3 separate regions of the Arachis hypogaea genome follow, and regions 1 and 3 are each linked to region 2. The links are chromatin contacts, called in public Hi-C maps. All regions are on one chromosome and are shown on one strand. Each heading gives the region's core, a stretch centred on a gene start, on an enhancer-like site or on the middle of the called end of the contact. The rest is flanking DNA. Distances are from core to core; before and after follow the strand shown. Region 1 holds the start of LOC112802046 (inositol oxygenase 4). Region 2 holds the start of LOC112802044 (probable LRR receptor-like serine/threonine-protein kinase At4g29180). Region 3 holds the start of LOC112802049 (glutathione hydrolase 3).

The links. A called contact is a pair of places that touch in the nucleus more often than the background predicts.
Region 1: a Hi-C map of an unstated tissue shows a contact between it and region 2, with 10 times the contacts expected there. The contact joins the promoter of LOC112802046 here to the promoter of LOC112802044 in region 2. A contact is called at or near these places in 4 of 8 Hi-C or Micro-C datasets (leaf and an unstated tissue).
Region 3: a contact with region 2 is called in a Hi-C map of leaf, with 5 times the contacts expected there. The contact joins the promoter of LOC112802049 here to the promoter of LOC112802044 in region 2. A contact is called at or near these places in 2 of 8 Hi-C or Micro-C datasets (both in leaf).

The regions. Positions count from the first base shown.
Region 1 is chr5:94,961,261-94,965,836 of arahy.Tifrunner.gnm2.J5K5, reverse strand. It overlaps LOC112802046 (inositol oxygenase 4), which reads right to left and starts at 2,559. Exons shown (of 11, transcript XM_025845041.2): 1 at 2,409-2,559; 2 at 2,179-2,275; 3 at 2,004-2,085; 4 at 1,715-1,919; 5 at 1,481-1,540; 6 at 1,133-1,185; 7 at 905-1,027; 8 at 698-767; 9 at 504-582; 10 at 320-401; 11 at 14-208. The coding sequence starts at 2,421. The coding sequence ends at 182.
Region 2 is chr5:94,827,856-94,832,368 of arahy.Tifrunner.gnm2.J5K5, reverse strand. It overlaps LOC112802044 (probable LRR receptor-like serine/threonine-protein kinase At4g29180), which reads right to left and starts at 1,430. Exons shown (of 12, transcript XR_011882265.1): 1 at 1,026-1,430; 2 at 1-625. It overlaps LOC112803789, which reads left to right and starts at 3,881. Exons shown (of 2, transcript XM_025847250.1): 1 at 3,881-4,513. The coding sequence starts at 3,881.
Region 3 is chr5:95,031,292-95,035,272 of arahy.Tifrunner.gnm2.J5K5, reverse strand. It overlaps LOC112802049 (glutathione hydrolase 3), which reads right to left and starts at 1,442. Exons shown (of 7, transcript XM_025845043.3): 1 at 989-1,442; 2 at 1-313. The coding sequence starts at 1,097.

The DNA.
Region 1 (4,576 bases), core at 1,310-3,809, 130 kb before region 2:
TTTAGAATAGATATATATAATATGATATATATATTTATTTATATTAATATTGTTATTTCTTACAAGGAATTAAATGACATTAGAAATATATGACACTCAACCATGCTGGAAACAAAGATGAATAGCTAGAAAGCTGAATCATGAAGGCAAATTCGATCAGTCCCTGGTGGTAATTATGTTTTCACCACTTAAGCTTTTCTGGGAAATACTGCCAAAAAAAAATAATAATAAATTAGGACCATAGATTTTGAGAATATAATGAACAAGAATAAAATTGAAGAAATTATTAATACCATCCGACCCAAATCAAATTATTCACCTTGTTAATGAGAGACATGTAATAAGGCTTGACTTTTTCAACATCAACTTTGACTTTGCTCTTGCTGTAGAGATCATATTTGCTATAAAAAAAAAATTTAATTTATTATTATGTGATAAATGGGAAAAGAAATATTTAAATGAAAATGTAGAATTTATTAATTGAAAATAAGATGGATGCTAACTTGAATGTATGGAGCCACTTCAAACCCTCATGATCTGATTCATTCATGAATTGTTTATATGCTCCTTCCCTATGTAAAGCTGCAAATAAATTTATACATTTAAGCTGTTATATTTTCTGGATATTGAGAATTATTGTTACAATTTTACATAGAAGAAGTTTATAGAATTTGATTAAAAAAAAAAAAATGCTTACGGTAGAAAGAGTGATATCTGATAATGAACAATGCTGGTGGAGGCAAAGTAGTTCCATTTGCCAAACAAACCTGCATATTCCAAATAAAAGTACCATTTATTATATATCATAAACAACATGCAAAGAAAAAAAAAAGTGCAATATAATTGATTAAAAAATATGAAAAAAATTATTTTGATATATTTTTTTTTTATATAAGACTCTCACCATGTACATGTAATCGTCATGACCCCATGACATCATTACTTTGTCTAGTCCACATCCTTCTTCATAAATCCCATTTTTAGTGTTATATTTAGGGTTGTGAAAATCAGGATTTTGCTCGAAATACTGCAGCAACAATATTGGAAATGTGTGTTAGATAATAATTCATAATTTGAGATGAAAAATATATAATGAGTATCATTTATGGGATTCTTAGACAAAATTATTCACCTTATAGTGAACATTTGACTTATCAAAAGCACACCCAACCGGGAATGTGTCACCTGCAAATTAAATATGTAATTAAATCTCAAAAATAAGGGAAATATTTTTTTAAGAAAAAAGGTTTATTAAGGCTAGAGTTACTTTTCTTATGTTTATTATAAATCTAATTTTACATCTAAACACCGTTAAAAGAAAGAGCTTGAAACAACGATTGAATTGTCTCGAACGATCTCATAACCAGAATCGGATATAATTATCAAATTAGATGATAATTATATGTGTTAAAAAAATTTTCTTTAATTATATTAATTGTTATAATTATCACTTATGAATTTTAAAGAATAATTTTCTCACCAACGACGGCCCATTGAGGAAGTGAACCAAATTGAGGAAGAAGAAGGATCTTTCCAAGATCTGAAACCCGCCAATAATTAATATCAGCATAATAATAATAATAATAATAATAATAATAATAATAATAATAATAATGGCTTTATTTTTAAACATTAGTATTAATATATGAGAGAATAAATAATATATGCATGGGAACCAAATTGAATATTAGAATTTAATAATGTATAAATATACCATGAATAAGAGCAGTCAAATGCATCCAATCTTCATTGGGAAAATCTTTTCTAATAGCTTCAGCAGATTGTAATAAATGCTGGATTTGAGGTTCATCCAAATCAGGATCACTGTCATCCACCACTGAATTGAGAAGCTCACAACATTCCCATATACTCATTTCTCCTTTGTTGAATTTCCCATACTCCTCTCTCATTTTCTTCACCTATACAATTAATTTAGGTCAGCATCAAATCAAAATATATTTTGATGAAAATTATTGAAAGAAACATCATGCATGTTTTCTTACATAGTCATATGTCTGGTTGATGTGTTGTTGCTTATAGAATTCCTCTACACCCTTTTGCCTTTCACTTTCAGCATCATAGCTCCTGCCAAAATGTTCAACAAAAAATTTCAAGTTAAAAGAGTTAAATTGAAAAAGTAAAATTAAAGGAGATTAATAATGGAAATGGAATTGCAACCTGAATGAATGTCCAAATGCATTGGTGTCTGGAGCATCAAATCCCTTGGATGATTCATCATTGGTTTCTGATGATTGTCCCATGTTCTTTGCAACTTCTATATATATATAGAGAGAGAGATCCATGAAAAAAATGCAAACATCACATTAAAACTTGTACCTAATTAAGAAATATAAAAATAACGGAACTGTGTGTTATAGACAATGAATAAAATTAATAAGTGATCATACCAACGGTTGCCATTTTTATTGTATCTCAAGAAAAATACAGAACCAAATCACCTAAGAAACAAAGCACTGATGAAACATGAAATCAATTGAATAATCCAGGGGTTTTTATAATCCAATTCAAAACCTCCTTGCCGGGTAATTAGGAGGCCACTAAAACTAAACCGCAAAATTATTGTTCCTGAATCTTTTCTTCACCACAAATTGTTACTAACTAAATATGGCTATAGTCTTAAAATAAAAATAGCGAGACCTTACAACCGTCAATTTATTCCTCAATCTTATTTTATTTTATTTTATTTAGATTGTCCAACCAAGCCCATTAGAAAGAAAACAAAAAATAGAAATGGGCTGACAAAAATACAATGGATAGGATTTTGATGCATGCTATTTTTGTCTTTTATATATGGATCTATATACTATACTATATATAGCATTCTGATATGAGGCTAGCTATTATTAGACCTTAGAGAATTTGCCAATTAAGTGCAATAGTATGCGTTACAGCCCACAACCCATTACCCAATAATGAAATCAACATCAACTTTATGAAATTTGGCTTTCAATAAATACTTTGGTTGATTATTTCTTCTTTTTAATTAGTTCATCACTATTACTGAATAAACTACCTTTTTTTTTTTAACAAAACCATCCATCATTATTAGAGGGTGTTTAAGGGGGATAGGTTCAATCGGCTAAGCCTAATCCTTGGTGGATATTAGGTTAGCTTATATATTTTATAATCAAAATTGTTAGTATTCAAATTTTTTATAATAACAATGATATTATATTCGACAGTAATTTTTTTGGGTACATCAACTATTAGTACTATTTTTTTATGATATCTTTAAGTGTGAAATGTCAAAGACTAATTTACTATAAATTAAAAATTTCATTTAAGATATTTAAGATTTTATTGTTAGTATGGTACTTTTCAATTAGACATGCTAAAAATTAATTTATCGTAAATCAGAGTTTTATTTAAAAGTTTATCGTTGACCAATAAATTATCATACACATAATGTAAAATTTGAACTACTGATATTTATTTAAGCAATAAATAAATTGACTATTTAACTAATCGAAATTAATTTTATTTATAAATATTTTTTAGGACAATTTACTTAAATAAATTAAATGGAGGAAAAATTTACTCAATTACATATTTCTAAATACCAAGACGCATATGAATTTTTTTATAAGTCTATAGAAACTGCAGCAGTTGTTTTCGTGGAAGCAAGTCTGGATATAAATCGTTGGAGCAATTTACGTGTAATATATTATATGTATATAGTGCTTGGCTATGTATACCCATCTAAGCCATTGAATTAGTAGTGAAATGTCATTTTTTATGGTGAAGAAAGTTTTTTAATTCTAATGCGTTACTCTAGGAAAATTAAGAAAAGCGAAAGGCACTGGTGAAATTTACAAATAAAAAATCGCTTAGTCTTTTTATTCCGTGTCGATTGGCAGAGATAAAAGAAAAGTTGGGTGTGTGCGAGACAAGGCGAGTAAAAAAATTATTTTACAAGAATATTGAATAATTAGGTTGATAATGAATTTTGTGTTTCATGTTTATTGTGATAATTTTTTTTAAAAGCGAAAAAAATTTATTTCATTAAAAAGAAAATATAGAATTAAACATTCAAATAATAAAAAAATGTCAAATTTCACAATACAAGAATACAGAAAATACGTATTTTTTGGAATGCGAAAAAAAATTATAGTAAGAATTTATAGATTTTCACTAATGTGAATTATTTTACAATTTTTACTTCCTAACGTGAGTTTTTATTTTATTCTTAGATTTTTTTCGCATCCCAAAAAAGTAAAAAGTACGTATTCCCTATATTCTTGTATCGTAAAATTTGAGAATTTTTTTATATTTTAAATTTTAAATAAAAAATAAAATATTTTTTTGCCTTTAAAAAAATTATCACAATAAATACGAAACGTAAAATTCATTATCAACGTAATTATTCAATGTTCTTCTAAAACAATTCCTTTACCCAATTTGTCCCCACACACCTAGCTCTATTTTTTATTTCTGTCAATCAACTATCGAATAAAAAGACTAAGCGTATTTTCTATTTGTAAATTTCACCTGTGTTTTTCGCTTTTTTTAATTTTTCCAAAGTAATACACTAAAGTTAAAAAACTCTCTTCATTAT
Region 2 (4,513 bases), core at 181-2,680:
ACAGAATCCCAAGAGGGGGAATCATGAGGAGACCAAATTCTATCATAGACGTCATCTTGATATCTTCCGCTTGCATTGATTATTGAACCAATGTCCCATCTTTTGAAAAGTAACAAAGAAGAAGATTCACCAAACTCTGCATTATAAATAGGACTATAAATAGGCCTAAGTTCCAATGCTGAGATAAAAGGAGTTCCTTTTCCCTTATTTACAAGACAAACATTAGTAACATCTGATTCTGCCATGCTGATAATTTCCAATACAACTTCCTCTGAAGCATTTCTAAATGTCACCGATGACCAGAAATTGGCGCCGACATAAAGATCGAATTCAGGGAGATTGTTTTTGCCGTCGTAGTTTCCATACAAGAAGGAAGCCCTGATCAAATGTAAATTGCCTTTTCTTCCAGCAATTAAGCCATAACAGTTCCTCACTCCTTGAGGGAAACTTCTGAGATCAGAGAGTGGCTCTGGCAAATTGGGATTTTTCGGGTATGCATATTCAGTGGAGATGTTTTTGTTAACACCAGTTTGTATATAAGATCCATCACTGCTATACTTTATATTTGTTACATCATCTGTGTATGGAAGATTCTCAGGACTACCACAATCAATGCTTATGAACCCTAAAATCAGAAAGACAAAGCAGATTAAGAAACTGAAAAACACAAGCACCCCAATTGACATGCATGCAAAAATCTGAGATATGAAAGCCTTAAAAGTAAAACCATGAAATGCTCCTAGACCACATTTTATGCATATAAAAGCAGCATGGTGCACAAGCATTCCACCTTAACGCAAGGTTCAGGAAAGTGCTGCACCAAAGGGTGTAATGTAGGCAGCTTAACCTGATAATTACATCAGTTGGCTGATTTCATGGCTTGAATCCGCACTCAAAGTTATTTTATACAGTATTCCAAGATGATGAACAAGAACAAAGATCATAGAACACAAACATGTCCAATAATAGTGTTGCAGAAAGAGTAAAATTTAGTCTCACTCTAATTACATTGTTATGACGCTAACCTGTTTGTTGTTGTGCCTGAATGAAGATTACAAGAGCAACACTACAAAGCATCCACAATAAGAAGAATGTTGAGGAATTGGCCATGTTTCTGGACATTGAATAGAAGATAAGCCTTGTGATGCTGGTAAATGAACAAATTATGTATATATTGGTCAATGTTGTGCAGTCAAGTCAAATAAGATAGCCAGCTAATTGGTTTTAATTAACTAATGAACGAACTACTAATTTTGTTTTTGTCCTTTAATGAACTAAAGTATTAAAATGGTTGTGATTGAATAAGACCAGTGAGAGTAGCGTTAAGTCAAACACTGGCAACTTGGATGTGAGTTGCTGGTTTTGAACAAAACCAGCCCCTGAAATGCTGAAAACCAAGATGTAATAAGCACTAAAATTTTATGTAAGTTAACAATAATGGAGCATTGGCATTTCATTTTAATGTTGTAAAATTTAAAGATATTGGAAGTCCTCTATGAATATTATTTCAATAAAAGAATCAAGAAAACAATTAGAACATGAATATTATTGTTTACAAAACTTTTTATTTTTTACGAGTAATTTTAATGCTCTAATGAGTATTTTAAGATTATTTAATTAGATGCATGTGTAAAATAAATTAACTTTTTTATTAGTATAACAATTAGGGTTATACACAAAAAATAAGAATGAGTGACTTTATATTTTATGCTGTCTTTGGAAGAGAGACGGAAAAAATCAGGCTGAAATTAAATTAAGCCTCTACATTATGATTGATGCAAAGGGTATAATATTAAATTATTTTTTAGTATGTTATTTAGTTTAAGTAAGATAAATATGCATATGAAAAAATATTTATCTTTACTTTTTAAAGGTACTAAAGAGATTAAATTAAAAAATATTGTTAAACTTTTATTTTTTATTTCCAAAATTTTTAGTTTATTATATTTTTACTTTCTAAAGGTACCGAATGAATTAAATTTTTAGTTTTAGTCTAAAACCAGACAGGGAAATGATTCTAATAAGTTAGTGAATAAAAATGAGAAAGGCATGCATTCCTATCACCTACTTTTGATTCTTCATCCTGATTAAGGATAAAATAAGATTGATATAAAAAAAGTACTCTTAGCCATAACAAAAAGGGAGTTTAATTACGTAAAGCAATTGGAATGGACCCTAAAATTTCGAAACCTGCTACTAAGTACTAACTATACGTAGAATTCAGCATTATTTTATTTTTATTATCAAATGGGTTTAATTAAGAAAGTTAGTAATTAGGACCTATGATCTAGAGTATGACGATAGAGTTGTCGGACGAGGAATTATGTCACCAACTCACAATTGACTTACATATATATGCATGTTTCTCTTTGTCATTTCATTTACAATAATAATGTTCAGCATACACATTTTCTTTCAGGTTCATTTTTTTAGTTATTGTAAAAAAACCTGGTGTAATGCCTCAATATTGGAAGTGAGGGTGTTTTGCAAAATTATTGGCGGCGGGACAATTTGCACTCTGCGAATTGTCAGGAGCAGATTCTGTCTGCCACAGCCATGAGGACAATACGCAAAGGACGGATTGTAATTTTATAATATTTAAGGGACAATACACAGTCTGCGTATTGTGTTTTTTAATATTAAAGGGACAATACACAGTCTGCGTATTGTCAATACACAGACTGCGTATTGTCAATCCACAGACTGCGAATTGCAAAAACACAAATTGCGTATTGTTAATCCGCAAATTGCGTATTGTATTTTCGTAAATAAAAAATTATAATTGAAATACTATAAAAGGAGGAACGGTATTAGGTTGATTGAGTGTGAGAGTGTTTTATTTTTTTGAGAATGTAAGAGTATAAAAATGGAGAGAGGTATTAGTTTGAAAATGTATTATAATGGTCAAATCTTTCCCCAAACATCTGAGGGTGTGAGTTTTGTTTGTGAGAATCCACGTGATATTGTTATTCCTTTTGCAATAACATACGAGGAATTTAAGAGTATACTTTGTCAATGTGGTGATAATCAAGTATTAAAGAGAGTCGTTAATATTTTTTATAGACAGCCTGTTTTAGTGTTCGGTGGTTTCGTTCAGTTTCAAATGATGAATGTGGTTGACGAAGGAAGTATGCAAGGAATGTTTTCGATCTACCAACAAACACGGGCACAAGTGTCTATTCTCGAATTGTATGTTGAGTTTGAAGAATTAGTTGAGGTTGATTTACCGGAGGCTAACATCGACTGGACTGTTTATAACAGTGAAAGCGAAGAGGAATTTGAGGGCACCTACCATATTGTTGGTCCAACTGAAAAAGTGGGTGAAGATGATATAATAGTTGAGTCTAACGTAGCAGATGTGGCAAATGCACTGGCGAGCCAATATCCATCTAGAGAGCCTTCTTTCATGCACGCCTTGGATGTAGACGCTATGAATGCACCAGAATTTCCTGAATATATCAATTCAAGTAAGCAGTTGTTATTATTATTATTATTATTATTATTATTATTATTATTATTATTATTATTATTATTATTGAATTGTAAAGCAATAGTTAGAATTATTTGTTGTTGTTATTCCTGTAGATCTTGTTGTTGTTTCGGACGGTGAATTTGTTGTTGGCATGGAATTCAGTTCTAGAGAGACTGTTATTGCAGCAATTAAAGATTATACCATTCGCAGGGGAGTGGATTACCGGGTGTGTGAATCTGAGCCAACGACTTTTTATGCTAAGTGTGTAAATACGGAAGAAGTTGCGATTGGCTTATTAGAGCTAGTCTTATTAAGAGAAAGTTTTGTTGGGTTGTAAGGCGATACAATGGTAGTCACACATGCACTAGAACTAGAATTTCTCAAGATCATGCCAAGCTAAATTCAGACATGATTGCAGAGGTGATAAAGCCATTGGTTGAAGCTGATCCATCTTTGAAAGTGAAATCAATAATTGCTGAAGTGCAGTCAAAATTCAATTATACGACAAGTTACCGCAAAGCATGGCTCGCGAAGCAAAAGGCAATTGCAAACCTTTTTGGTGGTTGGGAAGCTTCTTATGAAGCTTTGCCGTCGTGGTTTGAAGCAATGGTACAAAAAGATCCATCAGCAGCAGTCGAGATTGAAACTGCACCAGCATACCAAGGGGATGAGGTAGTCCATGATGTAAGGATACTGACGCGGGTATTTTGGAGCTATTATCCTTGCATCAGAGCATTTAGGAGCTGCAAGCCAATCGTACAGGTGGATGGGACACATCTGTACGGGAAATATAAAGGAGCTCTACTAGTTGCAGTTTCTCAGGATGGCAATGGCAATATTGTGCCTCTTGCATTTGCCGTTGTTGAGGGTGAGACTTCTGATGCATGGCACTTCTTTCTTACTCATTTACGCACACATGTGGTGACTCGAGATGGTGTTGGGCTTATCTCTGATCGTCACGACTCTATTACCTCAGCAATAGCTCGTAGTAATGGATCATGGGAACCTCCAAGAGCTATCCGAATGTTTTGTGTTAGGCAC
Region 3 (3,981 bases), core at 193-2,692, 200 kb before region 2:
TCTCTCATGTCAAAAGCTTGGGCTTGAGAGGTTGAAGAAGACCGGACAACCATGAAAGCGCCGCCTCCAATGCCACTTGAAGCTGTGAAAACAACACCAAGGCATAATGCAGTTGCCACTGCTGCATCAACAGCATGGCCACCCTGCCTAAGCATTGAAGCACCAATCTCTGAACACCGCGCATCATCGGCTGCAACAACTCCATGTTCTGATTCAACAATGTCTGCCTGATTTCTTAATGCACCTTCATTAGAACTTTCAAACCTTGGTACAACCTCAAAATTTATGCTGCCTCTAAATGCAAACCCAACAACTGAAGAAGAATAGTGTGATTAGGCAAATATAGTAAGTTTGAAGCTGGTCAAAGGGCATAGAGTTCAAAATACTAGTCACTTTCAAATCTGCATCATTTTTCTAGATTCTGCTTCTCTTCTATTTGTGATTCTTAGTCATTTTGGTGGCAGCATGAGAAAACTACATTTCTAGGTATATAACATGGATTTAATTTTGATGCCCTATTGTTGTAACTACTTTTCAGATCGCATGAATAGTCATCCAAAAAAGTGGATGTGATGGACCCACTATGTAACAAAATTAAACTCATAATATATCTCATAGAATCTTAATTTTTACAAACTAAGGGTTATTTTTGTCTCTGGTATCTAAACTAAATTTTATGCTAGATTGCAAGTAATCATTAATCTGAATATTCATAAAATCTAATCCAATTTGAAAAGCATTCTGCTTTGAGTTTCCCTGGCATGAATGAATATGGTGAGCACTGAGCAGTGAAAATGAGAAATTCAAGAAAGAATTTTGAACGGTTGCATATAATTTGGGTACTCAGCACACACTTTTTTTCAAACAGATGATAGAATCAAACTTTTTATCCATAGAATTGATTCACAACATAAACAACAACAACAATCTGAGAGTGGAAGTTCCAACAAAATAGGGAAAATGAGAGAGGGAGAGAGAGAGAACTAACAGCTGAGAGCGACCACAAGGGTTAGAAGGAAGGTGAGAAGAATCTTGCATTTTCTAAGATTGTTACTGGGGAAAGAATCGGTTCCCAAGAAAGGGGAAGAATCCATCATGCTGTTACTGCAAACAAAGGTCAACAAAACAAGAGCTTATATATATCACACTCCAGTGGTTGTTGGTTGGATTTGGAAAAACTCAAAATCACAATTCCCAGCTGATCATGCTATCTAACTATCTTACAACTCTTTCGTATATTTAAAATTTCATGAATCTAAAAATAAATTACGTCTAAATACATTTAATTTTAAAGTCACGGATATTTTAAAATTTAAAATATCAATTGCTTTAAAAGTTAAAACTCTTAAATATCTTTATATTTAGCTTGAATATATAATTGGATGCTGCATCATTATGTTTAATGAAGGTTTAAAAAGATTCCAGTGGTGATTTATTAGTTTATATTTTCGTAAAAACTACGAAAATATTCTATATGCGTAGAAGGGGTCAATGTCACATAGTTTTGAGATTTTTTTTAAAATAAAATAAAATAAAAAATTATTATTTTTAAAAATCTATTTGTTAATTTTAATTTTTTAAATACGAATTTTTTTTTATTTAAAACAAGTTTGTCGTATTTACTAGCAAACTCTATAACTTTTTTATAGAGTTCGCTTAATTTCTGGCTAACTCCATTTTAAATTTAAAAAAAAAAGTTGCTAACTCAAATTTTTAAACTTCACAATGAATAATGACAGCTATTATTATCGGCTCAAAAAATAAGTTATATTTTTATTGAAAAGTAAATTTTTTATTTATAATAAAAATTTTTTTTATTAAATATGACTTATTTTTGTACTTATGTGTATTTTTGAAGACTATGAAAATGATTGTTATTGCCACCATTAAAAAAGTCATGTTTGTTATTTCTGGATTTCTATGTACTTATATGTACTCTTGGATATAATGATAATAACTTAAAAATTTGAGTTTTATATTTAAAAATTAAAACTAAAAAATAAGATTTTAAAAAATAATAAATTTTTTTATTTTATTTGAGTGAAAAATCGCATAGTTTCGTGTGTGCCTAAAAAACAATAAAAATAATAAAATATGGGCTTGTTTGTTTTCTACTTTTCTCTTTTGTGGCTGGTTGTCATTGTCATATTTCGTTTCCTTTTCTTATTGAAGATTCTTTTCTATTATTGGTTGGTAAGCACCTCAGAATTCAGATCTTTTAATAGTTACTATTCGCTCATTTCTCTCTATTATTCAAGGCCAATCATTTTAAAATATAAAATTTTTTGTATTGTTTATCGCATTTTTATGATATTGTAACCTAGATTCATGTTAACAAAATTAATAATAATTAAAATTTTAATTTTATGTTTTTATATAAATAGAATGAACAATTATATTATAAATTTATATATAACGAGGATTCGGTAGTATTTCGTGAGACAATAACTTTTTTTCTTACCTTCGTTCGTGTTTATTTGTGGAAGAGAGTTAGTGAATCTTTATTTTTGTCATATTGTCAAATAATTTCTATAAATGTGGGTTACCCGAAGGAGGAGAGTGGTGGCAGATAGTGGTCTCGTTGGAAAATACACCGACGCAACAGAGACGTGATTGGGGAAGAGAGAATGGTTGATGGTGGAAGCTCAACGGCGGTTCCGGGAAAGGACTTGAACAGATCGAGGGAGGAGATGAGCATATTTTTTCGGCAGCAAAATTCGACGATAAATTAGATTTTTTTTTTTTTAAAATGAAACACATCGTTTTACAATTGTTGTTTTATCATTAGATTTTTTAAGGCAAAAATTGGCGATAAGATATGCGCCATTTTAATTGTTGTTTTGCGTCATTTATTACCGTCAAATTTTTTGACGAAAAAATAAATTCGATAATTAATCTTTTTATTAACAAAAATATTCTTAAATAATTTTAAAATATGATAAAAATGTTTAATATTAAATATGTGTTCTTGAAAAATATTTTAGAAATTAAATTTTTAAATAATTTTTTACAAAAATGATTAAAAAATATATTTTTATTTTTAAAATTCGGTGATTTTTTGCTAAGTATATAATTTTTTTGAGATTTTTTCTTAACAACGAATAATATTTTTAAAAATAAAATAAAATATATTTTTATCCTATTTTTTGTGTATATTTTTTAAACAGTTATTTGAAAATTTTTATAAAATTTTGGATCAAATGCATAAGCAGTTTGTCAAATACAAAAGTTATTTATCACTTATAAAAAATATTTTTAAATCTAAAAATATTTTTGTTAATAATAAAATTCGAATGCATTTTGCCAACGATAAAATTAGAGGTCTATTTTTAGTAATTTACCCCCTTTTAAATTAATAATAGGTATCTATTAAAATCTTCCTTCAAAATTGGATTACAACCAAAATAGTAGATGCTTCTTTATTGTTCATTATTTTCTTTCATTATTTTAAATTAAATATCTCTTATATTCTGAATTCATTAAAAAAATTATATCTAAACAAGTATTTGTTTAAATATATATAGGATAAAATAGACACTTATTTTTAAAAAGAGGGAATATAGAAAAAAAAGGATTAGGAGAAATTCTTGCATATAATTGTGAGACTTTGTTCAGTAATATTATTCTTAAATTATTCTTAACTTCAAATTTTTATGGTAATTATGAATTCAAAAAAGTGACAAATAAAAAAAATAAATAAAATACCTAATTTAGAAATATCTACAATAGTTTGTTTTAGAAAGTACACTTTCTGTCTTTCTTAGTCAAAAACCGGATTTTACATGTGAAACTTGTTTAACCATAATTTAGAGGAAATTAAAGAATAAGTTTCCGTTTCAGTTTGCTGAGAAATCAAATTTGTGATGTGCAGCATCCTTAGCTTGACCTGTCCCTGTCTATGCCAAACTTTTCCCATTTTGATAATAATAATAATAATAATCTAATAGTGTATTTACCTTTGATTTTGGATGATATTCAAAA